Regions from separate parts of the Mus musculus genome. Here regions 2, 3 and 4 are each linked to region 1. Evidence: chromatin contacts called from public Hi-C data. All regions are on one chromosome and are shown on one strand. Each heading gives the region's core, a stretch centred on a gene start, on an enhancer-like site or on the middle of the called end of the contact. The rest is flanking DNA. Distances are from core to core; before and after follow the strand shown. Region 1 has its middle 17 kb from the start of Gm40538. Region 2 overlaps Nrxn3 (neurexin III). Region 3 overlaps Nrxn3 (neurexin III). Region 4 overlaps Nrxn3 (neurexin III).

Evidence for each region. A called contact is a pair of places that touch in the nucleus more often than the background predicts.
Region 2: a Hi-C map of cerebellum shows a contact between it and region 1, with 2.0 times the contacts expected there. The contact joins two enhancer-like sites. A contact is called at or near these places in 3 of 484 Hi-C or Micro-C datasets (cerebellar granule neurons and cerebellum).
Region 3: a contact with region 1 is called in a Hi-C map of cerebellum, with 2.9 times the contacts expected there. The contact joins two enhancer-like sites. A contact is called at or near these places in 4 of 484 Hi-C or Micro-C datasets (brain, cerebellar granule neurons and cerebellum).
Region 4: a Hi-C map of cerebellar granule neurons shows a contact between it and region 1, with 2.7 times the contacts expected there. The contact joins two enhancer-like sites. A contact is called at or near these places in 3 of 484 Hi-C or Micro-C datasets (brain, cerebellar granule neurons and cerebellum).

The regions. Positions count from the first base shown.
Region 1 is chr12:90,422,734-90,429,679 of GRCm38.p6, reverse strand. No RefSeq gene overlaps it. Among named protein-coding and RNA genes, the nearest start is that of Gm40538, 17 kb to the right of the region's middle. Within about 2 kb of position 3,854, at least 13 of the 459 cell types and tissues checked have an H3K27ac peak or open chromatin away from gene starts, as enhancers often do. A contact at or near this core is called in cerebellar granule neurons and cerebellum, where this site is marked.
Region 2 is chr12:89,502,957-89,509,902 of GRCm38.p6, reverse strand. It overlaps Nrxn3 (neurexin III), which reads right to left. Exons shown (of 20, transcript NM_001198587.3): 10 at 6,766-6,885. Among named protein-coding and RNA genes, the nearest start is that of Gm40537, 530 kb to the right of the region's middle. Within about 2 kb of position 4,557, at least 9 of the 459 cell types and tissues checked have an H3K27ac peak or open chromatin away from gene starts, as enhancers often do. A contact at or near this core is called in cerebellar granule neurons and cerebellum, where this site is marked.
Region 3 is chr12:89,550,821-89,557,766 of GRCm38.p6, reverse strand. The region is part of intron 14 of Nrxn3 (neurexin III); the gene reads right to left. Among named protein-coding and RNA genes, the nearest start is that of Gm40537, 580 kb to the right of the region's middle. Within about 2 kb of position 2,821, at least 4 of the 459 cell types and tissues checked have an H3K27ac peak or open chromatin away from gene starts, as enhancers often do. A contact at or near this core is called in cerebellar granule neurons and cerebellum, where this site is marked.
Region 4 is chr12:89,697,951-89,704,896 of GRCm38.p6, reverse strand. The region is part of intron 14 of Nrxn3 (neurexin III); the gene reads right to left. Among named protein-coding and RNA genes, the nearest start is that of Gm40538, 710 kb to the left of the region's middle. Within about 2 kb of position 3,561, at least 2 of the 459 cell types and tissues checked have an H3K27ac peak or open chromatin away from gene starts, as enhancers often do. A contact at or near this core is called in cerebellar granule neurons, where this site is marked.

The DNA.
Region 1 (6,946 bases), core at 2,605-5,104:
CAACCTCAAGTGCTACGATGGTTAGTGGAGCCATAGGAGGTAGCTTCAGCTTCAGTGGGAACCCCAGAGAGACAAAGCAGTAAACAGCATAGAACACCTATGGGAAAAGCTACCAATACCAGCACACAGCACAAAAGAGCTAGGGGTTCCCAGCAGTCATGAAAACCATAAAAGCAGGTCTGTTTCAGATCTTAGAGGTTCACCCATCTGCCACAGTGCATCCGGGATGCTGAGCTTGGTCCTGCAGGGTTCAGTGTTTGCCCCCCTAGGTTTTAAAAGGGTTGGTTTGGTTTAAGCCAATTTCCCTTTTCTATTTCCAAATTTCTTCCTTTTGAAATCAGAGTATTAACCCTATACCTGTCTTACAAATATATTTTTAAAAATATATAATTCATTCTAATATTTTCAGGGCCTTCAACTGAAAGTTTGCCTTGACTCTTAGGAGACTTCAAACTTGGGCTTTGTTTTGGTTTTGTTTGTTAGTTTTGGTGTTGTTTTCCTTCTTTTTTGTTGTTGTTGATTTTTCTGGTATTAGCTTGTTTGTTCTGAGACAAGTTCTCAAAAAGATGGCCTGGAACTCACTGTGAAGCTGAAGATGTCCTCGAATTCATAATCTTCCTGCCTCTACTTGTACAGCAATTATAGGCATAGGCTAATGATACCCACCTCTGTACTAAGACTTTTAAACTATGCAGTAGAAGGTTAGAAATTTTGAAGTACCAGGCATGAATGCATTTTGTATTGTGAAAGGCCTTGAACCTTGAGGGACACGGAGTGGAAAGGCAATATTTGGATGTGGTTTGGCATTCCAACGGCTCAGGTATTAGAGAACTGACTCCCAATCTCGTGGTGCTGAGTTTAAAGCAGAAACTTTACAAAGGCAGAATCTAGTAGGATATAATTCAAGGTGCTACCTATCCAAGGCACAGTGATGTTTTTGCTAACAGCCCTCTCTGGAGAACTGATTGGGATTCGGTTGAAACTAAGTGTGGTCACTCCCTACTTTCTCCCACTTCCTAGGTGAATACTGTATGTCACCCACTATGGGGCCTTAATCAAAGTCAAGCTGATATGTATACCATACCCCATTAACCTCCAGAACTATGGACTAGGTAAACTTCTTTTCTTTATATATTTCCCTTACTTCAAATGTGTTGTAATCATCTCAGAAAATGGAATAATAAAGAAGTATGTTTTCTTGTGAATTTAAGTAGCCCTGTGGTAATAAACTGGCATGATTTAACAGTGTGTCACCTCAGTGACTCGTTCTCTCCTTAGCTTGTGATCCTCAGGGGTTTTCTTGTGCTTTTTAAGGTAGGCCATCTAAAGTTTCAAGGCAAATGCTTGAAGTCTTGAATTCCAGTCAGCATGCCCAGGCTACAGTCACTGGGAACACACAGGTAGAGTGGACTCCTACCACCTGTGTCTTTTGGAAATCTTTGTCCCACAATTGCATGCAACTCTTTGACCTGGACATTTTTGGCTGAAAGTTAGTCACATGAACATCTGAAACTAAAAATCAGTTTCTGGAAATAGAGTCTTTGTTCTGGGATGCCATTCTGTCAAATAAAATAATAGATTATATTATTGTAAAAAACATGAAAATAATATTAGAAGATAACTAGAAGTCTCTGGCATTCGTGGGTTACTTAATCTCAAAAATCTCATGAGGAGTAACTCTAAAATGCTATTGTTTTTGCTGTCATTAATTCACTTGACAAATGATTTTTGCGTTATTATGTATTAGGTCTAGTTGCTGGATCTTGGGGCTTTGTAAGCAACAAGGTCCACAGTCTATACTGCTCAGAGCTTTACTCTGCTTAGAAGGAAGGCATTGAACAAATGCATATTTAATATGAAACTAGATGGTGATAAAGTCTATGAAGAAAAGTTATTTGGCATGATTGAATAAGGCAAAATGTTCATTAAAGCCAGGTGACTTTGAGAGACCTTTGACGAGATATTCTATTAGTAATAATCTGGATTGAGCCATAAAGCCATCTAGAAAAGAAGGTCAAGACAAAAGGAACAAATGTATCCTCTGATACAGATCTCTTCTCTCTCTCTCTCTCTCTCTCTCTCTCTCTCTCTCTCTCTCTCTCTCTCTCTCTCTCTCTCCTCTCTCTCTCCTCTCTGTCCCCTCTCTCTCCTCTCTCTTTCTCCTCCCCTCTCTCCCCTCTCTCCCCTCTCTCTCCTCTCTCCTCTCTGTCCTCTCTGTCCTTTCCTCTCCCCTCTCCCCTCTCCCCTCTCCCCTCTCCCCTCTCCCCTCTCCCCTCTCCCCTCTCCTCTCTCCTCTCTGTTGCTTATTATACTGGTTCATATGAATGATCCTTACACAAATACAGGATGTTCTCAAGATCTCAAGAGTAAAGACTGAGGTCATCCAGATAAGAAGCTCTGTTCTCAGACTGCCACTGGACTCTCCCCTTCATTACCATTTTATTGGCATATTCATTCTCGTTCTCTCTCCCTGTCTCCTGTGAGTGAGTGAGTGAGTGTGTGTGTGTGTGTGTGTGTGTCTGTTTGCTTGGTACTGTATGTTCCTATTTTCTGTCTTTTCCCATCCAACAATATCCATTCTTTTTATTCATAGCATTAATAATCATTTGACTGTTATATAACTGCATGCTCATTTTATTGCTGTGCGACATTAAAATGCATAAGGGGGCTTTCACTATTTTACATTTTAGTCTCTTTGGAAGCACCCAAACATACTACATCGGGATGGTGTTCAGTCCGTAAAAGGCTTGCTATGAAAGCAGGGGGACCTGAATTCCATCCCTGGTACTCATAAAAATTTGAGGCCAGTGGCAAGCATCGGCAATGCCAATGCTAAGGTGGGCAGAGACAGGTGTCCCCTGGAGTCCACTGGACAGAATAGCTAGCTGAATTGGTGAGCTTCAGGATCATTCAGAGACCCTGTCTCAAAACCTGAGGTCAAGATTGATAGAGAAAACCGTCATCATCATTCTGATCTCTGTACACAAGCATCCAAATGCACACACACCTACATCCGCAGGAAGATATGCATACCTACTCACCAGCACAAACCCCTGCCCCACCTCACCCCAGCATCTTATATACAGCAGAGTTCTCTAAATAGTTGTTGAAGGACTAGAGAGATGACTTCTTCCTGGCACAGTCTTTTCCTAATTTGTTTTTCTCAAATGGCATGTGGAAGAGCGTATGGCACGGAACATTGACTTCCATACTGGAAAGGCAGACACTAAGAGAGGAAAAGGCAGTCGGACGTGGCAATTACTTCCGAGGGTAATGACATATTTTGAAATTTGGAAGCTGCTTCATTAAAATTCATTTTGCACTACATAAAATAAGGAGTTGGGAGGCTGACAGAAATGAAACTCAAATAGGCATTCATTTCCTTTATCTTTTTACAAGACAGATCAATTAGTAATTTTATGGCCGAAAAAACTCATTTTTAAACGTTATGTGGGGCTTAGTGTAATATCAAATTTGGCCTAGTGTCACCTTTATTGAGAAATTGAAATCACCTTTACATCTGTTCATCCCAGGCTTCTTCTTTATTTATTTATTTTTTAAATATGGAGTGGCATATTTTCACCATCTGAGGTTGACAAGGGAAGAGGAGAAAGGCCATAGAAATGATCTCTTTGCATCAAGTCTCTCAAAAATACGGGTTCATGGTCAGCGGGTCAGCGATCAGCAATGGACCAGAATGTTTAAGCCACGTTTACATTTGTAAACCAGGCCTCCAAATCCCTCCCAAACAGGTGTGAGGGAGCATCCAGATGGACTCCAGGAGAAGCCAGGAAGCACACACCTTCTGCTGAGCTCCTGGCTGCTTTGCAAGTTGGCAGGATTTAGTGGCATCCTTGCCTCTCTTGGGGGCCTGCCAAGGGCACAGGCAGGAGGTGCCGGATGCTGATGAAAGCCAGGCTTCCTACAAGGGGGCTGCTGGCCAGAGATTTGACTCTTTTGCCATCATGATGTTATAAAATTCACTTCTTGCTGAATTACTGCTGGTAAAGATCCTAGATTCCTTTTAGGTAAGAGAATCGAGGTGTTATACAATCTCACCGTCCTGACTCATATGCTGACATTCTGCCACCTGAATTTTCCCTGAAAGATTCCATCAGAATTGGAATTTGTTCTTCAGTCTTGTATAGAGTTGCTGTTCAACAGCTGCTTCAGCCCACTCTAAAGCAATACCAGAATGTGGGCTTTTTCATGAGCTCCCTGTTGGGAGTGAGGATGCAGGATGCTTGCCATCCTCTTCATGCATTTGGCTGGATGAGAACAACTCTCTGATGAAATTGCAAACAAGAAACCTTTGGCCTCTTCGATGGCAAACAGTCTTGGGATAGCAAGGCTGATGGATGTATATTGTCCCTTCCACAGAGAGGGAGAAACCAAGACAGGTTCCCTAGCAACAAAGCCTCATGGGAACTTCTTGGAGGAAGGAGAATTGCTCTCCTGGATGCCCTAACCGAGCCAATGTCACTGTTCAAGAAGTCCTGTTATGCTAATGTCAGAAGCCACATTCAAAGAACTGAGAAGACAATAGCTTTCTCTTCCCTTAGCTTTCCCACCATCTTAGACTCTATCCATCCTCATGTACTAGAAGAGCCCCAGTCATAGAGGAATAAGAAAATCTGAAGAATACAGAAAGTACCAATTTCTCCTAATCTTATTTCTCAGTGGCATTTTATTAGGTCCAGAGGAGGTGTTGCAGTTTAAGTGAATTAATAGAGAGAACTACTCTCAGCTTCCTTTATTATCCTAACGGCTTTAAGGTATTTCTTTGTGCAAATATACCAAAGTAACTTCCGTATATAGTGTATCAGAGACAAGACTCTCAGTGTGAATCAACAACTGTCTCAATTCCAGAAGTGTTTCTTAGAGCTGAGCCCCTCTGTACAAAAGATCTTTCCCAACAGAAAAGGAGATATTATCTATCATAGGAAGATATTTTCTTCCAGGAAACCAAGAAATGACTCAGTGAGCAAGAGAACATGCTCTTCAGGTTTGAAGACCTAAGTTAAGATCCCAGAACTGAATTAAAAAAAAAAACAAAACCAAAAGCAATGTGTGGTTGCATAGGCTTTGAACCCCAGTGTTCCTGGAGGTGGAAACAGGAGGCTGGATGAAGTTGCTGTCCATCAGACTAGCTCCACATTCAGTCAGAGACACTGTCTCCAAAGAATAAAACAGGGAGGGCATCCAGCAAGAACCTCCTCCTCTGGCCACCACATGCTGTACTCATACATGGAGGTGCAAACACACACACACACACACACACACACACACACACCACATTCATGCACATAGATATACACAAAATATAAACATGCAATAATTACTCAAGGCACTTTAGTTTAGATAAAGATTAATAGTTTCCTACTGATAGTAGCTCTTTGAGAGTTAAAGAAAACAAGTCACTAAAGTGTCTGTTTACTAAGCCTGTTTCTTTTGTATGTTTTCCTTTTATAGCTTCATGGTTAATTCACTTATTCAGTGTATCCTTCTACAGAGAAGTAGGAGCTGAATCTTTAAAGTCAAACCCATTAGGAGTTTGGGGGCTTTCCCCAAAACTAGATATGGCTCTCATCAATACCAAAATCTTCTGAAGTTGTTTATGTCACAGAAAATTGCAGTGGCGTCACAGAACAAACTCCCTGACTATATAGTCAAAGTACATATTTTCTCTCATAACAAAAATAAAAAATAAAAAAAATAAGGGTATCTCAAAGTGGGTATATAAGTTTTAGAAAATCATTGAATACCAAGTTCTTCATCCTTCTAGGTTCAGCATTTGTAGTGTGTGTGTGTGTGTGTGTGTGTGTGTGTGTGTGTGTGTGTGTGTATGTGTGTGCATATTTAGTACATGCATGTAAGATATGTGGGTCCATAAACTGTGACTAGACATGCAGAAGCCAGAAGAGGGTGAGAGTCCTCCACCATTCTCTACTTTATTGCTTTGGATGGGATTTCTCACTGAACTCCAAACTGGTCAGTTCACAGACTGACTAGCCAGTGAAGTCTCATAATGTACGTGTCTCCTCTCTACCAGTAGAGCAGCAGCCATGCCTAACTATTTATATGACTGCTGAGAGACCAAGCTCAGATCTCCATGCTTGCAGAGCAAAAAAAAAAAAAAAAAAAATCCATTTAACTCACCACCAAAAGCTTTAACTCATGGCAGTAGGATGCATGCCTTACTGTAAATATTTCATATGCATTCTAAAAGAAAGACAGGAATGGAAAGATCTATATAGTTAAGTCAGTTTCATTTTGCCATTCTCAAAGACACCTCCCTTCAGTGACAACTAGACTACGTAATTCCCTAGTTGCAAGGGATTTGTGAACCCTTAGCTGACCTAAGAGATGAAGGAATTAAGAACAAGTAGGGAAAGAATAATAGTGTAGGTAAATCGTCAGGCGCTGCCCAATGAGATATGCTGGAATCCACAATCTGCTGGTCATGGTCCATATTTTCTTCCCATTCAACACAATGCTATGCAGATGTAAATTGCTTTGAATCTGTTTTATCATTCATAGCCATCAGGGAAAGTTGCAACAATAGTACTTTATACATAAGCTTTAAAGTCTCAACCGTACTTCAACTATTTTCTCAGCATTGACCTGAAGTTAACGATATTGACACTTAACTTCTCCAGGTCTCTGAAAGGAAGAACCCTTCTCCCACTCTCTTTGGTTTAGTACCTGGAAGCTTATTAATTAGAGTAGCAAAACATAGGCTAGTAGAAGAAAAAGCATTTAACTAGTTGTCAGTAATCTTTTGGGGGGGCTTTGGACTTCACAGGGGGAAAGTGAGATTCAGAGGAACAAGAGATCCAGAAATTCATAGACCACTTTAACAAAAGAAACAATATTTGCCCTTCACAGAATGATAAATTATAAATAAGTGGCTAGAAAATTCAAGAAGGAACTAGTGGAAGATAAA
Region 2 (6,946 bases), core at 3,308-5,807, 920 kb after region 1:
GAGGGGAGGGAGGAGGGAGAGGGGTAGAGAAGAAGAAAGAAAAGGAGGGAGGAATGAAAAACAAACAATCTGAACACAAATCATAAGAAATTATTTCCCTCTTTGACTCTTACAAAGAAAAAATTGGTGACTGTTAGGCATTCATTACCAAAAATTGCTTGCTACAGTATATCATTACATGCTACTTCTGAAATTTTTGTATTTTTTTTCTTTTGTAAAACATCTCTTCGTTTTACCTGTCAACAAGTGGCCATGTTTTCCTAGAAATAATACTCACTTTTCCTGTTAGAAGCTCTACTTTATACTTGTGCCTGTGGACTGATTAAGTTGATCATAGTCAGTTTGGACTACAGAATTGATCTCTATAAACAGACTTTGCTCTAAAGAGTAAAACTCTGTCCTTGAAGGTTGGTCTACATCTGAACACCTGAACAACTGAGCCTCATACTCACAGTTGGCCACTCCAAGGTGATACTTGAGAACTGGCATTTGTAACAACTTCCAGTCCATCTTAGGGAAGATTAAATATGTATCATTAACATTATTATTTAATTATTATATAAATATATGCATATATGAAGTCATGTGTTTTTGTGTGTGTATGTGTGTGTGTGTTCAATAACATTTAATGAAAAAGTGGCTTAATTTAGTTGGGCTAAAGCAGCTTGGGAAACATCTAGCTTACCACACTCATTCATGGCTTTGGAACTAAAGAACCCAGTGTGGCTCTTGTGACATTGCCAAGCCTAACTTTAAACTGGGCTCACATGATCAATTGTGTCAAATTCCAAGGTTCAATCAAGATAAGCTACTGTTTTATTAACAGATTTCTGGTTTAAAAAAATGACATTTGCTGCCTATACATCTTATTTGTCTTTCTCTCTTTATTGATCAAGACTCTGAATGTTAAAGAGGAAGATTGGGGGATGTATCTTTTTGGATAACTTAATTTGAATCCAAGAAATTCAACCACATCTGAAAGATTTATTCATTTCCTTGTATTTTAAACATAGATTCTACCTCCTCAGAAGCAATCTCAGAAGTGATTCAAAGAGTTGAACATGAGCACAATAATCAGGCTTATATTTGACGAGCTTCTTGGTGGTGTTTTGACAACCAGTGTCAAGTTATTCTTTTAATATAAGCAAAAATAAAATAATGATGTTCATTAAATACATAAATTATAGTTAGAGCAAAAAAATCAAACTGTAAAATAAATTTGTTAACTGAGTACCTAGAAAAAGGAATAAGGACATGAAATTACTTAATATTGACAATTGTACTGGGTTGTGAAATGAACACAACCTAAAATTCACTTTCTTTAATACAGTGCCGTGATTGACTGCCATGACTGATGTAAGCACCCAACTGCAGTTTGGCTTCATCTCTTCATTGCAGGTGATTGGATCCATTTAGATAGTGATGGGGAAGGGGACCACAGCCAACTTGCATGGAATCAGAAGAACTGCAGGTTGGTAATGTGACTCCTTCCCCTAATTCACATCCCTATCTACACAAAGACCTTAGAGAAAAGTACTAAAAAGGCCACGGCAATCCCATGTGATCCAAGGAGTTCCAGAAGAAACAGAGAGGTGATTTTTCAATTCAGTTGAGAATTTCTGCAAAATTTTAGATAAGCCCATCTTTAGGACTGAGTACTGAGGAAATTGTGCTTACCGGGAAAACCAGTTTTATAAAGCAGAATAAAAGTATATTGGGCATTGGTTAAGACAAAAGAGAGACAGAGCAAGAAGTTGGTGAAATGGGGCAAGAAATGAGCAAGGGAATTTAAGAGCTTAGCCCAGAGTGACAGAGTCTAGGATGGCTTAGAGGAATGCTCCATGCAAGTCTAGGGCAGGACTAGGGGATTCAACAATATGGGTCTGAATTAGAAGGTAATTGGCTCAGTTATTCACTTATAGAAATTATTCACCCATAACACAGATTAAAATTAAACCAACTACCTCTTCTCAAAATCCTATAATATCTCATCTGATAAAAGAATGAAAAACCACTGTTTGACATTTGAAACAAAACAAACTAGCCAACTATTACAAAATAAATTTGTGTATCATCTAACCCATATTAGTAACTGAGACCTCTGTATGAAATAATATCCTCTGGCTTTTATGTGCAGACCAAACTTCTTTTCACTTATTGATGAGTGTATGTATACCTCACAGCAGATGCTCTCAAATTCCAGAGGAAAGAAAACTAACCTGGTGAAGAGCAATAAAGTGAAATGAGGACTACATATCTCCATATGATATTCAGTGTGCTCTGCACTCCAACTATGGCATGTGTCATTACTACCATTAAGTTTTTGATGGCATCATTGTGTTGCCTTTGAGGTAAAGGTGCTTAGTGTTCAGAGGTGAAGCAGTTTGGTTAAGTCCCAACAGGTGGTAAATTGTTCAACTGAATCCAGGATTGCACACCCCACAGTTCGCATTGTATGTGTGTGCTCTAATATCTCTGAAGAGAGTTTTGATTCATTCTTTATATTCTTGCTCAGAAAAAGCTATAGATTAAATTGATGTTGCCAGTGCCAGGTAGGAAATGTACTAGAGTCCTTACTTTTTCTCCACAGCTGGGTAGCTGGGTATCTCACACTCTCACATGCTATTCTATCTAATTCAGGGTAATTGATTGGGCCTGTTTCCCAAAAAAACAACCATGTTGCCTTGACCCTTTGTAGTGCACTTACTTCCATAGTTTACTGGCAGGTGACAAGTCATCCACATACTACAATTCTGAATGATGATGGAATTGAATCTAGGAGAACTCTTGCCTGATCTGTAATTTCCCAAGAGACCATACCACATAGTAAACATGTCACTAGGTTGCCTTGGATGAGGTTCTTAATGTTTGTGTACCTCCATTTTCCATTTGTGAATTGAGTCTGAAGCTGTCAGAATTAAAGGCATCAGCACATAAGACATCTTGAAAGTGTCTGGGACCTTAATTATTGGCTAATACAAATTATTCTGCATTCACTGTTTTCCTTTCTTTGGTCATTTTAATCATTTCTCAATTAATTTGCAAGCAATGTCTTCTTATACATGGACCATTCTAGTGCCTTCTGGATGTCCAATGGCATACAGCAGAGGCTGAGTTCAGCAAGTATAAGTGGTAGAGTGGGATAACATGCAGTGGGCTCATATTTGAGATGTCAACTCGAAGGTCAGAATTTGTAGGACCAATTTTGTGTGTATGTGTGAATCTGGGCCAACAGTCCAAGCTTAGCCAAATAATAATAGTAATGATAATAATTATGTTAGTAATAATAATATTGGGAAATGCCAGGAGAAAGCATTAGATTGCCCATGACTTCCAAACACATGAGAATATGAAGAAAAGGAGGACTTAAAAAGGCCCAGTTGGGGAATTTTCACATTTATGTCACAATTCTCCAGCCTCACTTGATCTAAACATTTTCCATCAGGTGTTCAGCACATTTTAAAAGCATGCCATATCATAAAATACCTTATTCTTAAAAATAATCTAAAGCAATTGATGCATATCTAATTATTGGTGAACAGCAATGTGCATTAGCTTATCAAAGGGGCCCCATGAATCTTGTAATGAAGAGCTTCATTTGACCAAAGCTTTCCTATGCTCACTTTATCAACTTTTATTAACCTGTATAATATGATTTCTTGGAATCTTTGACAAATTAAAGTGTAGGTGGAGAAGAGAGAAGTCAACTGGGCAGAAGTGGGGTGAGTTTTTACACTAGCGAGAAGTTCCATGCCAAGTGTGTGGTTTTAGCACATCAGGTCGCTGCTCTGAGGAGTGTAAACCAAGAAAGGCATTCTTTTAATTTGTTATTCATAATAGAAATCCAGCCCAGTCAATCAATCAAGCCTTATTAACTGTCAACTGAACTTAATACTTTTCTAAGAATATAATTATATGATAATAAGTGAAAAACACCAGGTTGGAAACTAATTCTTTCCTGGCCTTTGGTAACATGTGAGCCTGGCCTACTCTCTGTCATTTGTGTAGACTAGTTAGAAATTTGTCACACTGGGGGACCTTCGATGGCATGAAAGGGATTACTAAGTAAGCCAGTAAGGCACCATTTATAACTTGGGGGTCTATGTATATTTTAGATTCACAACCTGGTTTAACGAATTCTCTAAATTAAAAGTAAATTCCCAAACCTGCTTTCACTGTTTGAAAAAAAAAAGAAAAAAAAGAAAAAAAAAAAAACATCAACAACAACAAAAATACCAGACAAAGACACTAACTCTCTACCTCTCCCAAATTCCTTTCTTCTTTGTAGCTGCTGCCTGCCACCAGCATTGAGGTAGGAGGTATGGCAGAAAGTGAAAGGATTTATTAATTTCAAATAAAATTACTAGATGGCTTGGACATTCCACGCTTTAGCCCTGTGTTCTAATTGTTGGGACTAACAGAAAGCACAGCATGTAATTGCCTTTATTCCAAAGGTTCTATAAAAGAACAATGATCAAGGCAAGGGATTATTGTACCCTTAGTTCTGCAAATCTTTGTGTTCTTTGTGTTTTTCCAGGAAAATGAAAGGCACACACTGCTAAGCGAGATTGGGGTGAGAGTGCCACCTAGTGGCCTCTATTCACAACATGCTGTAAATTGTGCCTTTCTGGGATTTTAACCAGCCAAATCCAAAAGAATTAGTGCTACTCACCACCATAGCATTTGCAGGCCCCTGTTTGACCTCACAGCTCATGGGGACAGCTTGAATAATTAATGGAGATTGAAAGTGGCTTCTAAACAACATAATCTTTTTTTTTTCTTTCATCTCATTTTCTACATTAATTTTATACCATTAAGCTACTCTGATGGTCTGTAGGTCAGATGCTATTTCCAAAGACTGATTTGGGTCTCTGTGGAATTGGATATGGGATAATTGGTATGACTCTGCATACCTTCTTTTCTAGGAGGGAAGAGACAAAGTACCACGGTAGACATCCTGAAATGTATTCCCCACCTCGCCCTTCCTCACTTCCCTATAGTTTGCCTGCACTGGAAGAGAAATCATTTTCTTTTGATGGATTGCAAAGTGCAGCAAACTGCTTCCTTCTTTGGAATCACACAGATGTGAATTTGAAGCTTAATTACACAGCTCTAATATCCCATTCCTCTTCAGTAAAGTGACAATAGGAACATTTATTTTGAAAGAATATTGAATTATTGGGGATTAAATGAATTGATACTTGTAAAACAGCTATCGCAACATCCAATGCTAAATGGATATATGCTGTGTGTTTTCCTCCATGTAGATTGATCTGTCTCTGTCTCTCCATTTCTGTCTCTCTGTGTCTCTGTCTCTGTCTCTACACACACACACACACACACACACACACACTATACTCCACTAAAATTACACTTAAATTACAGAGGTAATAAAGATCAGACTCATCAATTAAAGTTTAGGACTCACTATCACATAACATTTATGATGGAAAGGGCCTTAAAAATAACAGAAGTTCACATTGAAAGATGGGGAATTGAAGAAAATGAGATTTTGTATATCTATCCCGAAGGCATAAAACCATTTACTGGCACTGATTGTATTAAACCCTAGGATTCTGACTGTCCAACTGTCTTGCTCTTCACAGGAGGCACTGGGGGCGACAGCTGTGACTGCAGCCTGTATTAGACAAGGGTCAGGAATAGCAAGTGGCTTCCTAAACATCCTGCAGGGAGTTAATGTCAAGGCTAGATCAGAGGCCAGCTCAGATGCCAGTAGAGTTCCATGTAATTGCCCCATGCTGCCTCGAGTTTATTTCCTTATATGGATATGATTTCAGCATAATGTGTGCTTGGATGCTAGGCTGCAGACTCAGGATCATCACCTGACTAATTACAATTATCCATCAAATTCTGAAAGAGAGGTTACCTTCTTTTGCCAGTCTTAATTTTTGAACCACAATTGGTTGCTTTTTCATATGACTGACAATTATAAGCCCACCACCTACACCAGAATCTGAAGATGTAATCTTAACATTTTCAAATACTATTTTCTAATCTACTCTATTGGTTTAATAATAGGAGATGGGTAATTTTTGTGTACCTTTTATCTTCCACTCTTTGAGCATATTGCTAACATATAGTGTGCTGGCAGGAAGCACTTGCACTTTGTATGAGACTCTCAGAACTCTTTTACATACATATGAATTTATTCATTTACACATTGCCTTCCTAAATACAGATTCCATTCTGCAGAGAATCTGTCTATTTGGCCATCACTATATGTTCAGTTCTTCCCATAACAATGCTTGATATACAGTAGGTACTTAGTGAATAAAAATTAAATAAATGAACAGCCCATTAAGTCAAACATGTCCAGCCCCTCCTACAGCATACTCTTCAATATTAATTATATTCCCTATGAAATTCTATATTTTTGGACACTCCATTTTCTTAAAAAGAGTAATGCATTTGCTGGTAGAAAGAACAGACACATGGAGGGTGACTAATCAGGGATATTTAATTATTAATTATAGAAGGATTTATACAGCTCTACCCCTGTTCTCTGGGCATGACTCTATCAAAGATAGAGCCTGGTGAGAATGATATTACAACAAGGGACTAGCTGTCTACTACAAGCTGAAGAAGAAAGATTGTGAAATTCAGAGGAAGGGCCAATGCTTAGCCTTGCCTGTTCTTGTCCAAAGAGCAGGCTTTGTGACTTCTATTTAACCAAAAAGAAGTTTCAGAAGAGGAAGTCAGAGAAGACAGTAAAGCAGAGGCAAAGCCTGTCATAGTTGCACTTACCCTCAGCCACATCATCATCCACTGTTAGCTTAAGGCTTTTTCCTCTCCGCACTACCCGGACGGTGTGCCACTCATTGTCATTGAGCTTCTGCCCTGCATACAGGGTCTCAGGTCCTTTGCCTAAGAATGGTGGTAAGTGTCAAATGTTAGAACCACTTCACAGTGTATTGCTCACAGCACT
Region 3 (6,946 bases), core at 1,572-4,071, 870 kb after region 1:
AAGTCACCTGTAGTGGTAATGTTAAGTTATTTATATTTTAAGTTCTCTCTCTGCCATTTTCTTGTTTCAAAAAGCAAAAAACAAACAAACAAAAAAAAAAAAACACACACACACACACACAAAAAAAAAAACCCACCAGAGATGGAGCAGTTCTAGATGTTCTTGCTGTGTGAGTCTCCTTGAGCAAAACCACAGTCAGTCACACAGGCAGCTGCACCACCCTGATGCTAGCCCCCATGGTCACAAATGTCTTCAGATAGCCACATTAAAAAAAAAATTAATTGCCCTGGCTTCTGCAGGCATATCACAAAAAGTGCTTGAAGCAATTTACACCATATGTTTTACAATAATAAGCCATAGATGCACTACATCTACCTTGGCAAGAGGTGGTATACTTCCCCTGGGCAGGGGGTGGGGAGGAAGCTCACGACTGGCCCAAAACATAAGACTTAATGACTGTGAACGACACTCGATGCAAGACTATGAGTGTCCAAATACCCATGACTGATCCAGACACCCACATTTCAAGCTATGTAGGCTCACTCTGGGAATCAGCTGGGAGCCACTCTTGCTTCGCTGCTTCCCCCGATGCTACAGTGTGAGGACCAAAGCATTGCAGGTTAAGCTGGAAATATGAAGAAGGATGTAGTAGAGAAGAGTAGGGAGTGCTGGGAAGGCAACAGCAGCTTGAATGCCCAGCTCATGAGGCAATGGACCCTACTCTAAGGCAGCAGACTGATCCTTCAGGCTCAAAATCAAACTGGATCTTCTGGGTGGGGCTGTGTGTAGCATCTGTACCTTGAGAGTGGAATGAACACCATTATAGTCAACAGCTTGATTCCCTCTGGGCCCCTGGTGTGGCATGTGTCTTGTGTGCATTACCTAGTGGCTTGTCAGCTGAGAATCCATACTACCTGGTATCACCAGCGTCCATACAGCTTCAGTTTCTCAGTGGTGGGTTTCCAAACAGCCCAGCATATGTTCATGGCTTCCAGGCATAGACACATCTACAAACACAAATACTAATGGGGTCCAGCTACATTGAATTAAGTCCCAGTGACTCTCATTGTGTTTCCTGTACCTGGTGCTGGATTCTTTGAACAGCCTTGTTTGAGAACAGCATCCAGCTGCCCAGCTCTAGACCTGAGGGCAAAGAACTAGCAATCATCATTTCAGTGCTAAATAAATGGGGCAGAGGCCTTGGTGTGTTTGTCTGAAAGATAGAGGGGAAGCTACCTTAGAGCCCCAGACCCATCACTGGTAACCACTGTGGTGCCACTTCCATGTAAGCTGCCAGAAACCACCTAGTGATCTTGTGCAGGAATTCAATGTACCTAGGATCCTGACACCTACAGTAGGAAAAGCTTGTGCCTGAATAATCCCAGCCACACCCAGTGGAATGTCATCCTAAGAGAAGCAGGTGATCCATGCCACACTAGCTAGAGCCACTGGTAACTGAAGAAGCAGCATCAAGGGAGAGAGCCATCATGTCAACAGCAAGGAAAGTGGAGGTAGAGCTGGTATCTTTTATAGATATGGCAAAAGAGTGGAGAGCTGGCAAATGGTTCTAAGGTGCCAGAGAAGGAATACAGAGACGTGGAAGCCAGCAGACATCCAGGTTGCTAACATCTCTTGGTCTGCAGCCCTAGGCTAAGAGTGAGAACTGAATGTTGCAAGAGGTCAAGTGGTCATGATGAGTACAATATTAGATGTGTATCTACTTGCCTACTGCCCCTGCTCTCGGATGCCAAACATTGGGGGGCTACAATAGATCCTATAGCTGAGTATTTAAATAGCTTCTTATCTACCTCTAATTTCTATTTATAATGTCTCTCAAACCACTGGCGAGTTATACCCCTGGATTTAGAATTCTTGGGGGATGGAGTTTATCTTTCATCTCCATCTTTCCACTGCCCAGAATCTTGTTTAGTACATAGTAATATTCAGACAGAAACTTCGTGCTTTGGACAAATTCAAGGAAATTACAGGGTCATGCCTTGCCTTTTCTGTTTTCGTTGATAACAGACTTTAAGAAAAGGAAAGCACTTGTTGAGCTGTGCATGTGTCCTAGAGCAATCTCAAAAGCGATCGTCCTTCATTGGGAACCTCAAATGACAGACTCAGTTGGATGGTATTTTAGTCATTTCTCATTCATGCCATCTATTTCCCACACACTGTCTGTAGGAGGAAAGGCATTTTTGTCAGTGCTTCCTGTTGAAATATCTGCTCATAACAGGAACTTACCTGATTCCGAGTATCAATGCTCTTTATCAAAATACATGAGTATGGTTTATAACAAGGACACTGACAAGAGCATGTTGAAACTCTCCAAATGTGTTTAATTTTCTTGCTTATAAAGAAGGGTCATGACTGAGAAAAAACTCACATTGAGAATATCCACTGTTTACTCCTCTTAGTCCTGATTCCCTCCATTTTCCCTTGACCAACATGGGGAAAAGGAGGAATTTAAAAAAAAGCAGAAAAAGAAAAAAAAAGATCCTATCCATTAAATTGACCAATGGACTCACAGTACCCTCTAGTGGACAAATGGCAAACATTTATTTGTTTATTTGTTTGTTTGTTTATAATGTATGCACAGGCTTTCCCTTTTAAACCTAATACACTTTTGGCTTTGCTCACACGTCTCTTGGTATCTAGTGATCTTACAAATTCTTCTTTTTAAATCTACACTAAAAATGAATTGCAGGCATAAAAAGAAAGAACAAACAATTTCTTTTATTAACATCCAAACCTGCTAACACAAACACTGGGGGCCTCTACATAAATAGAGATGTGTGGGTTGGGCACCATCTGTCTATACTCCTGTTTGCCAAGTATCCTCTTATAGCACTAGGCATTTAGGTGACCAGTGTCTGGCCATCTAGACTATGGCTGGATTCTATTGCATTCCTCTGTGGGAATGTGGTTGTAATCCTACCTTGTATCTTTGCATACAACAAGGTGATATCATAGAGAAAGGAACTCATTTCTCATAGGTAAAGCTGGATTGCCACCTCCGTTCCCTGTCTCCTAGCTCTGTAACTTTTGAGACGGCTATCCCAAAGATTACATCTCAGTTCTCTCTGTTGAGGTAATGGTAATCAAATGAAAGACTATAAACAGAATCAAGAGGAAATAGATTAGTCTGCCGTGGTCTGAAGTCTTAGAAAAGTTTCCCAAAGTGTTTCTTATAAGTTTTATTTCATTTCTTAGCTAGTACATTCTAATTTCTATCTGATTATATTCATATGGTAGAACAGGAATCATAAAAATAGATTTCCACTAAGGGAAAAGTGGCTTCCCTGTCTGGACTCCGTAAGTCTTTAGTCATTTGGCAAACTTCAACAAATAACCGGAAGAACATTATCAGTCTAGGGATGAGTTCCCCTCCAATTGGCACTGGATAATCTCCTCTAGGGATAACATGTGTGAAGTGCAGATATGACCAAAATGGTGATGAATAGGTGGGTGAATAGTTTGTTAGTTTTACAGTTGTCTTTTAAAACAAACAAACAAACAAACAAACAATCAAAATCCTTTCCCTCTGAACTAACACAGAAAGAGAAGTGAACATTACATTCAAATCATTTTTTTCCAAAATCTATAGCTGAGGTACTTCGTAGATTTCATTTTCCTAATCAAATTTAGAGGCTATGTTGAACAATAAAGCAATCTATTATGACATAGACATCCCCCCCCCAATGAATCATTTGAATGGATCAAAATAAATGAAATACTCAAAGAAAATGACACTACAAATTCTGAAACATTAGTAGTTTTTCTAGACTTCCTAATACTGAGAATGGTTGGGTTATTTTAATGATATGTATCTACCTGAATCTTTAAGAAATACTTACATTTCAATCATAGGAAGAAAATATTTGTGTTCATATTCCTAAAAAGAAATCATGAATGTCCTAAAATCGCATTACATTTGCTGGCCTATATTATTCTCTTGTCAAAGAAACCTTCATTTAACTCCAGGGCAGAGGAGACGGGACCCACCACAGGCTTGTGTAATAAAGAGACAGATGGCCTCACTGGTCACCTGTCAGCAGAAATTATTCACAGAGGAGAAAATGAGCAACAGAGACTGAATAATTCTTGTGTGTTTTGATTTCATAATCTCAAGCCATCCTATCTGTTTATAAGGTGAATTTTAATCAGAGCAGGAAACAAAGTTGGGGAGAGGATAGAATATTTATTGCAGCCCTCACCAGAGGTGGACGGCATGAAATATTCTTCTTTGATCATGATGGATGGACCCTTCTTCTATAAACTGGAAAATGAATATCCTCTCCATCCCAGCCCTTCTCTACAGACTTCCTGGGGAAGAGGAGGGGATCTCTCCTGTCCAAACCTGACAACTGAATTTAATCATGCGTGTAAGTAGCAAGTCCCCATGATAAGCATCCCACTCACCCTGAACCACCAGCACCAATGGAAAGACTTTAACTTACAATGTGGATTTCATTAAAGAAAACAAAAATGGGGAGGGGCTGGAGATGGAAGCTGGTTCTCAAATATTCATTTGTTTATAGTTGCATATAATTTCCATGTTATAAATTGCAAAATTGATTAAATAAAACAAAACATTTACACTTACTACCATGGCAAAGACGATTTTCTTTAATTTCTGTATACTTGAACTTCCTCATTATCTTAAAATTAAGTCATGATTTTTAAAAAAAAATAGTATGGCTATTTTAATTTGGGTGACAGAGTATAATAGATTAATTCATAGGAATATTTTTTAATTTCTTAAAGAGAAATAGTTTTTTTCTTGAGACCCCAAAATATTGAAACATACTTCCTTATGCAGATATCTAAAAGTGGTAGGGTTTATTTTCTGAACTTCTAAACAAACTCATCGAATCTATGTAACCTTGGGTTGTCCTTCTTTAGCCACTTGACAAATCCTCAACTTTCTAAGCCATGGGACCAGAAAATCATAGGATTAACACAGAAGCAAATCATACTTTACCTTATGCCTACCTTCTCGGGGGGTGAGGGGGTAGATGACCACAATTTATAAGTTCATCCCCCTTAATCCAATCATCAAACACTTTATCTTGCCTTCTGTTGTTCTTTAACAAAGGGGAATGCCAAGGCTGCCTGATGGGACATAATCCCCTGGATGGAACAGAACTGACCTGTATTAGCATCATTCCACCTGAAAGCTTAAGCCCAATACAAGCAACTGACAGCAAAGATGACCCAGGTCAACTGTGAGCAAAAGGTATAGTAAGGAACCGGAGCTTTGCGTTTCAGTGTGCACAAGCTCTCACAAAATTATGAGAATACGGTGCAAGAAAATGTAGTACTGATGTCTTGAGAATTCTTACAGCCAACTGGAAATTGCAGTTAAAGGGAAGAAGGAGTAGAAAGCGAGAAACCTAAAATGAGAGTACACATCCCTCAAGCCTTTGCTACATAAAATTTGGGGGTCCAGAATTCTATAATATTTGCTTAAGGTCAAAATTTTCTTATACTGCAGGGGAGATTATCTATACACTCCAAGGGTCAAAACTGTGTTCCCATAAAGATGAAATAATGTACATATTTCAAAGGGATGCAGGAACTAATAGTATTGAATGCCTCAAGCACTCTAGGTGAACAGGTATTTGAAGGAAAGGTCCTCTGGGCTCCCTGGAATTTCTTCATGATAATTGCCTAGAGCCGGGCAACAGTAGCAGAACTTAGTTCACATCAGGGAGAAAAAAATGAACTTGGAATGAACTTTTCTCAGCCATACACAGTAAAGGATATTAAAATTATATTTCAATCAGAGAATTCACAATTCATTTTACTAGAAATCATACAGCAAACATTATCTGATACCTCTAAGTCCAACACGTAGCTGGAATTTATGAGCTGTCCGAGTAACACAAAAAGGTGTTTAGTGCCTATATGTAGATTTCTTTAACGTATAAGATCTATTAATTATAAATCCAAGCATATATAAAATAAAAAAGGAACAATAATCAGATCTTCAAGTTTATAAATGGAATATATTTATTACATTTTAGCCATCCTACCAATCCTTTGATTATTAGACTTTACTATCAGCCTTTGGGTGGCTTGATATTTTTTTTAACTTGAGACTAGACCTAAAGCTTACAGTGTCAAAATCCTAGTGTCAAAATGCCCTTTAGCCTGTAGGCTCCTCCTATTGCTTTTCCTGGCTTCACTCAATGTTCTTTGAAACTTTCATTCAATCCACTCTTTCACAAACTGAGCCAGGCTTTGGCTCTTTGCCCTGAGCAGATGAGTGATGTTTACTCTCCACACAGCTTATTCTATGTTCAGCTGCCGCTCACACACTGCCAGCAATTCTTCTAAGCCAGGTCTTGATCAACTCATACCCTTGTGCAAAATCATCCCTTAGTACTTGTGATGGTTAATTTTGTCAACTTGATACAATCTAGAATCACCGGCCAAAAGAGTCTAATTGATGGATTGTCTGGGCTAGATTTCCTGTAGGCATATCTCTGGGAAACTATCCTGATTATTTTAGTGAAGATAGAAGGCATGGCCACTGTGGGTAGCTCCATTCCTTATAAAGGGAATCCTGTGGTTTTATAAAAAATAAAGAAAGGGAGTCAACCACCAGAATGTATACATCAATTCATTGGTCTATGTTCTTGATTGCTGATGTAATATGATCAACTGCTGCCCCAGTTTCCCAAGGATGATAGACTGTAAACTGAAATTGTGAACCAAATCAATCTTTTCTTCCTTAAGTTGTTTTTGCAGTGGAATATTATCACGGCAACATAGAAAAAAAAAGTAGGGCAATTCTTTTCATCTGAAACCTTTTGCCTCCAGAGTCTTGTGGATCTCACTTAATAGGGTACCACCGCTGTGATTCCTCCTTGCTTGACTACAATTAAATGTTCAGTTCTCCAAGAAGTCCCTGGTGTTTCCCACCATCCTTCCCTGTTCA
Region 4 (6,946 bases), core at 2,312-4,811, 720 kb after region 1:
TCACAACTCCCAAATCAGTGATTAGCTGATCCAGCATTGGTTTCTTCACATTGACATTTCAACAAAAGTGACTGGTAACCAGGAAGGACAGACAGATCAGGAATCTCGGTGACATTATTCTAAGCATTAGCACAGTGGCTCAACCAGGTCTGCATACAAGTGACATGAATGTTTCCTGGCTGTATGGAAATTCTTTCTCTTGTTTAAGTAACAGCGAATGATCGTTCATTTAATTTTAAGTCTTCTGTTTGATAAAGACTCTTTCTTAAATGCATGCATGTATATTTGCATTAATAAAACTGTTATATGGAAGTGTTTGAAACCCTAACTTGTACTAAAAAATCATGTTTTACAAGAAGTGAGGAAAAATTTGAAACCGGTTATGGTTAGATAGCTTTAGCAACACACAGTAAAATCCAGGTGATATAAGCCAGTTGTTAAGCAATGTGTGAGTCAGATGATTTTAAAAAGGTTACTTTGTCTGGCAAATTGGAAATATGCCTTGGGAAAGTAGTCTCTACCTCACTGGCCATCTTCCCCAAATCAGTGCAGAATTCTTGTCACATGGGTCTAAATGTGTGAACTCTTGTATTTTATGAGTAAGATAACAGAAGTGGTGAGAAATGACTTTGTCATGGTCCAAAGCAAACTGCAACCCCACAGGGGCATTTCAGTGTCTTTCATATCTACCTGACTTATGAAACCATCTTGTACTCTGTGTGTGCAGTTTCCTACGTATTCACTACAACACAAAATATTGTTTCTGAATCCATATTTGAATGTGTGTGTGTGTGTATGTGTGTGTGTGTGTGTGTGTGTGTGTGTGTGTTATAGTCTGTTACAGACAGGTAAAAACTCCTCTAAGTTATTCCAAGACAAATTTCTTCAAAGAAGTACATTTTGCTTCTACTTGGCGATGAAATGAAACAAATCAAACAAACAAATGTGCAAACCAAAAAAAGCAAAAAAAAAATTATTTTGAATCTCTAACAGCAGCTTTGTAGCCATGACCTGATAATTCTCCAATGTATACACATATTCAGAGATGACATCATATCCCACATATACACAAAATTATTTACCAACTAAAAATAAGATAAATCTAAAAGGAATATGGATCTCTTCAGAGAAGGGAATTTTAATAATGCAAATTATAAGATAATGAGATGCAAGGTGGTTACCGCTGAGTGATACACACTTAATAGCCTGGCCCCTGCAATTGAGGATAAATCAAATTCTGACACCAATCAATCAATCACATCTCTCTGATAAAATATTTCAAGAAATACATACCTTTTGTCAATGTCAAAGACTTAAAATGGTTCTAGAGCCCGATCACATTTTAAACAAATGCCATTAAGAAGGATATATATATAAAGGTGGCAATTTCTAGAAATCTCTTTCCAGTTAATTTTGGATTTCCATGAAGGATGGCTTGAGTTACCTCTTGTTGTATGGAAATCTTGGACTTCTATGATTTACTGGTTCGTGTAAAGACTGCAATTCAGCTTCTGCTTCCATTTCAGTGATAAGTGGTTTCAAATTATTTTGATTTTTGTGTAACTGATTTAGTTTGCCTTATTAGAGTTTTCCTGCTTCTAGTTAATGAGGCTGTAATTTCCTTTAATTTTTTTTTTTTTTGCTCTAATTGGGTTAGCAGTGTCTACAGAAATATAGCAGCCCTTATTTTTAGCTCCTGTGGTAGATCTCCTGCAGAGAAGTGGCATCTCCTCCATAGCCAGGTCAGATGGCGACTTCACATGGAGGATGGGGAGGTGAACACAAGCTGGCAGTGGAAAGTGGTGACTTTGGTTTGAATGTGAGGAATGAGTGGCAGGGGGTAGCAGTCACATTTCCTGTAAGCCTGCTCCTCACAGTCTTCCATCACCACATTCCCCATACCTACAAGGCACATTTTTCTATACTACAAATTGGAGTGTACAAAGGAAGGAGAGGGGGGAAAGAGAGAGTTACTTGTAAGTATCATAATCGAAAACTCCGAATTTTTATTATCTAGCTATTTTCAAAAGTTGAACCTGACCCAGCCTAATGTAGAAAGCAGTTCTCATTGTACAGCAATATAGGCTCAGTAAGAAAGCTTGTAAATTAATCCAGGAGAGACACTTGAGAATCCATACTCATGGTTAACCACACATGAGAACAAGAGATACAAAGTAGATCTGCTTGCCGGTGTTCTCTGTGAGAACTCTTTGGCTAATCATCAAAGAAGTAGAAAAGGGGGATGCATTTGTGGTGATTTGAGTGAGGAACATCCCCAATAAGCCTGTGTATTTGAGTAATTGTTACCTAGTGGATGGCACTGTTTAGGGAGCTGACACACCTCCCAGGTGTTACGGGATGCACATCACTCAAAGAAGGCTTTGAGAGTTTATAGCTTTGCCCCAGTTCTAGTTGGTACTCTCTGCTTTCTGCCTGTGGTTGAAATTATGATCTTGCTGCCGTAGCTGTCCATTGCCATGCTTCCTCTGCATTATGGACTCTCCCTCTGGAAACATAAGCAAAATAGATGCTTATGCAGGTCAACTTAGGTCAAGGTGCTTTTTCACAATAACAGAAAAATAATATAGTATTATTTTAGGGCACTTGAGTCTCTCTGGGGAGATGTCAGATATGGTTATTATGTTCCAATTTACTGTCCAGTCCAAAGTAAATCATATTGTGAACCAAGATGATGCCAGGAAATGATTTTCTTATAAAGTTCTTGGTCTGATCCATAATACCCCTCTCTCTCTCCCTCTCTCTCTCTCTCTCAAACTATCTGCCTGTCTATCTGTGCATATGCATTTTAGAATGAATTAAAAAACTCCAAACTGAAAGCAATTCTAGTCCTCCCAAAATAGTAACTGTTATGTTTTCCAAGTGGATAAAATGAGATTTAAAGGAGGAAAACAGAAACAAAAATATCAGCTTTGGCTTTAGCTATAGGAGAAGAAAGACTCTGCAATGATGGGAATTCTTTAAGGCAGACTGTGGAGGGAAGAGACTGAGAAGGATGTTAAGATGGCAGGCAGGCTAGAGTCTATGTGGAAAGGGACAGAGAATGTGTACTGAGCTGGTCTCTAGATGACAGCAAGAAAACTTGTTCTAACACAAATCTAAAGAAAGTTCTAAGCTTAGGCAGTCCCTAACTTCCGCTGGATCCGAGGAAAAAGAAAATAGTTTCTGAGTTTGCTGATGAGTTATGCTCAAGTCAGACAGGGTGTGAAAAGGATACAATCCCTTAGGGCAGTGGTAGTGCCCACATTTGATCCCAGCACTTAGAGGCAGAGGCAGGCAGATCTCTGAATTCAAGGCCAGCCTGGTGACCATAGTTCTAGGATAGCCAGGGCTACACAGAAAAACCCTGCTTGAAAAACTTACAAACAAACAAACAAACAAACAAAAGTCAAAAGAAATGAGGAAGAAAAAAAAGAGAAGGGAGGGAGGAGAGGAGGGTGGGAAGAATGGAGAGAAAAGAAAAGAAAGTGAGACATGAGAACAACGGAGGAGATGTGGTGTTCTTTATTCTGTCAGCTTGAACTTCAAAATAAAGCCCATTCTGCCAGAGATAGTGTGTACAGCTAAAACTGTAGCATCCTCTTCCCACTCTGGACAAACCTCGCTTGCAGACAGCCATCTGGCTCTGTGCCCAATTCATCAACTCACCAAGTGCTTTCCAACCTCAGCAATCTTTTGTTTCAGCAATCTTTTCTGACAGGAACATTCCTCCCCGGATCTGTGAAGAGCTGCCATCTTCTAGCCATCCCTGTCTCTGTTTAACTGTCTTCTCTAAACATGAGCTTGGTCTTTCTGATGTTCAGACACAGTACATGGTTTCTTTGTTCATTGGCTCTTTCCTGTTCCCTAAACTAAGGACTCCTTAAAAGTAGGAGCCCTGCCATATTAACATTGTTTGTCATTTAGAACAGAACTGTAAATTAGTGGACATATTCATAGTCCTATTGTGAATGCATAATGGACAAAAATCACTGGTTGTCATAAAGAAGGACCATGTAACCTGGAATTGGAGCTTTTCAAAACTTCTCCATCTGCCTGCCTTCATATCAGTGTAGGAGGCTGTCCGGTTTCGGGATAAGGTACAGAAGAGATGTAAATGAACTGTCTCAGAGTGAACTTAGATCAAAGCTAAAGGCTTTGATTCATGCAGGAGAATAATAGCTCCTTTACTATTTAATCTACTTTGAAGTCAACACTAGATTATGGGATGTAGAACTAAATAAAAAAGACTTTGGTGTGATGCCAAATTTAAGTCTGAAACTTCCCAGTGGGAATGTTTGATGATGAAAAGTAAACAAGAATTATTGTTAAATGGCCAAGGAAAATTTTAGAGATGTGGTCAGTTGATAAATCCCTTGCCACTCTAGTAAGGGTACTTAAAATTGGATCTTTCCCATACACACACACACACACACACACACACACACACACACACACACACAGCAGAAGCAATATGAACCTGTAATTCTAACAGGGGCAAGGCAGAGATAGGCAGATTCCTGGAGCTTACCATCTAAATAATGAGCTCCAGGTTCAGTGACAGACTTGGTGGAGAACAATAAAAAAGGAGGACATTTGCAATGCACAAACACATATCTGTGCACTCATATCTGTACACATATTTACCACATACAAAAAGACACACAAACATACACATACATATACTCACACACAAACTTAAAATAAAAATAGTGGGTTTTGCAAATGAGGTTATGTTGCCTTTCCTGTAACTCTCCCTAGTTATCTCAGACAGAATTCCAAAGTCTCTCTGCAAGAATGGACTATGAGAGACACTTGGTCAAGTGACACACCTAGTTTTGAAGGATCTTAGGAGGGTCTTAGGCACTTAGGAGGGTCCTTCTTTCTTACTGTCTTTGAATTGCTTTTATCAAGCACATGACCGAAAGAACATTTAAACAGTATCTCTCTAGAAAATACCCCGACCCATGTATCCCCTCCCTATCTAAAAATATAGAAAATTAAATAGAATACCCAGAAAATGTGGCTTTCCCGAGAAAACCCACTCTCAGCATCAGTCTCTGCACCCCTCCAAAGGCTTGCAAATGCCAATCCCACCTCCGCACAAGTGATGAAATGCCTGAGCTGTTCCTCATTTGTCAACAGAGAAGCTGCTAAATTGCTACCCTGAGCAAATTTACATGGAAATTACCAATGATACTCAGCAAATGAAAGAAGGAATTACAACAGAGGGGCGTGTAAGCCTTGAAAGTCAGCTCCCTCCCAGAGAGCTGCTGCTGGCTTCTGCACTTCTCAGTCAGGGCAGAGTCACTGTGGAAGAAGATGGGGAGGGAGCCTGGGAAAGGGAAAGATAATTGGTCCAGTCCCCTTCTTTGCTCTCACCACTTTACACCCATCTGGCTGCGTGTTAAATCTAGCTGGCTAACTCACTGATCTATTTCCTCTCCCTCATGTGCTTTTTTTTTTCTGCAGTAAACCCCTCCACACAAGAGAGACTGCTCTTAATTAGAGTTTCACACCCATCACTAAAGGTTAATTGCTCAGTTGTCTTTGTTTCCCTCCGTCTCAGAAGTTGCTGGCTAATCACTGGTACTCATAGGCATATTTTGTAAAATGTCTGGTGACAAACCTCCTGTGGAATTCCCAGGGCTACCTCTCTTCCTCCGTGGGCAACTTGCTGCTTCTTCCCTAGTTCCTGGAGTCCAAGGAATTCCCTCTTATAGAGGCATTTTAATGCAACAACATGGCCACTCTAGCTGGAAGACAAACACGGCTTTAATTCTGCAAGATAAAGGGAAGTAGATCTCTGAGTTCAAGGCCAGCTTGGTACAGAGCAAGTTACAGGTACAGAAGAGCTTAGGTCCAGGTATGAGGGTACAGGCTTTTAATGCTAACACTCAGGAGTCAGTTCTTTTCAGGCAGTCCAGTTGACTAGAGTTGAATTCAGTGCAATCAGTTGAGAGTCAGTGCAGTGGAGTTGAGTTTGTGTGTGAGTTCACACAGATCAATGTAGGTCAGCAGAGATAGTTGACACGATAGAGTAACAATGAGCCAGAAGATTAGAAGAAATTGCCAGAGTTAGTTTGAAGCTAAGCAGAGAACTTCAGTGAGAAGCTGAGTATAGCCAGCCATCTTGTTGAGGAGTTTGAGTCAGAGCAGCTGAGTTGAATCAACCAGCCAGAATTCAGAAGGATAGAGAAAGGGTGACCTTACTCAGTTGTAAGCCTCTGAAATGACAATTACTTTACTCAAATAACAACTACTTTTACACCCTCTCCAGACACACACAGGACTTTTTTTGAGGTCTACCAAAAGAAATGGATTCTGCTTTGTTGTCCTAATTTCCAGAGCCTTCCAGAATTGTACAGCAGCCTCAGTTTACCCAGGCAGTACTTTTGCTGCCTGTGACAGATTTGCTAATTACAGTTTTGCCCATAAGTTCTTCAAACCTTGTCCTCCAAAGTCTTCCACTCCAGAAGACGACAACCCTCTCAACATCCACTCCTGGCAAGCCCACATTCCTTCCCATTCCTTCCCATGTTACCACACGGAGTACCACCAGTACTCTCTGAAATGAAAATAAAACGAAACTGAATTGAATGGCCATGCTGGGCTCAGGGCCCAGTATTTACCATGTCATTCAATGCCCATATATACCTCTTCAAACATTTGTCATCTGCATTGGCATCATCTGACCACCTGCTCTCTAATGCTATACAGCAGAGCTATGCTTTGAGTTTGGGTAATAGGCAAGATCATGGGCTCTGGAGCTCAACTGCTTGAGTTCTGATCTCTCTCTCTCTCTCTCTCTCTCTCTCTCTCTCTCTCTCTCTCTCTCTCTCTCTCTCTCTCTCTCTCCCTCTCCCTCTCCCTCTCTCCCCCTCTCTCTTTCTCTCTTTTCTTCCCTTCCCCCCCTATCCTCTTTCCAGGTTTTTGTGCAGTCTAGGCT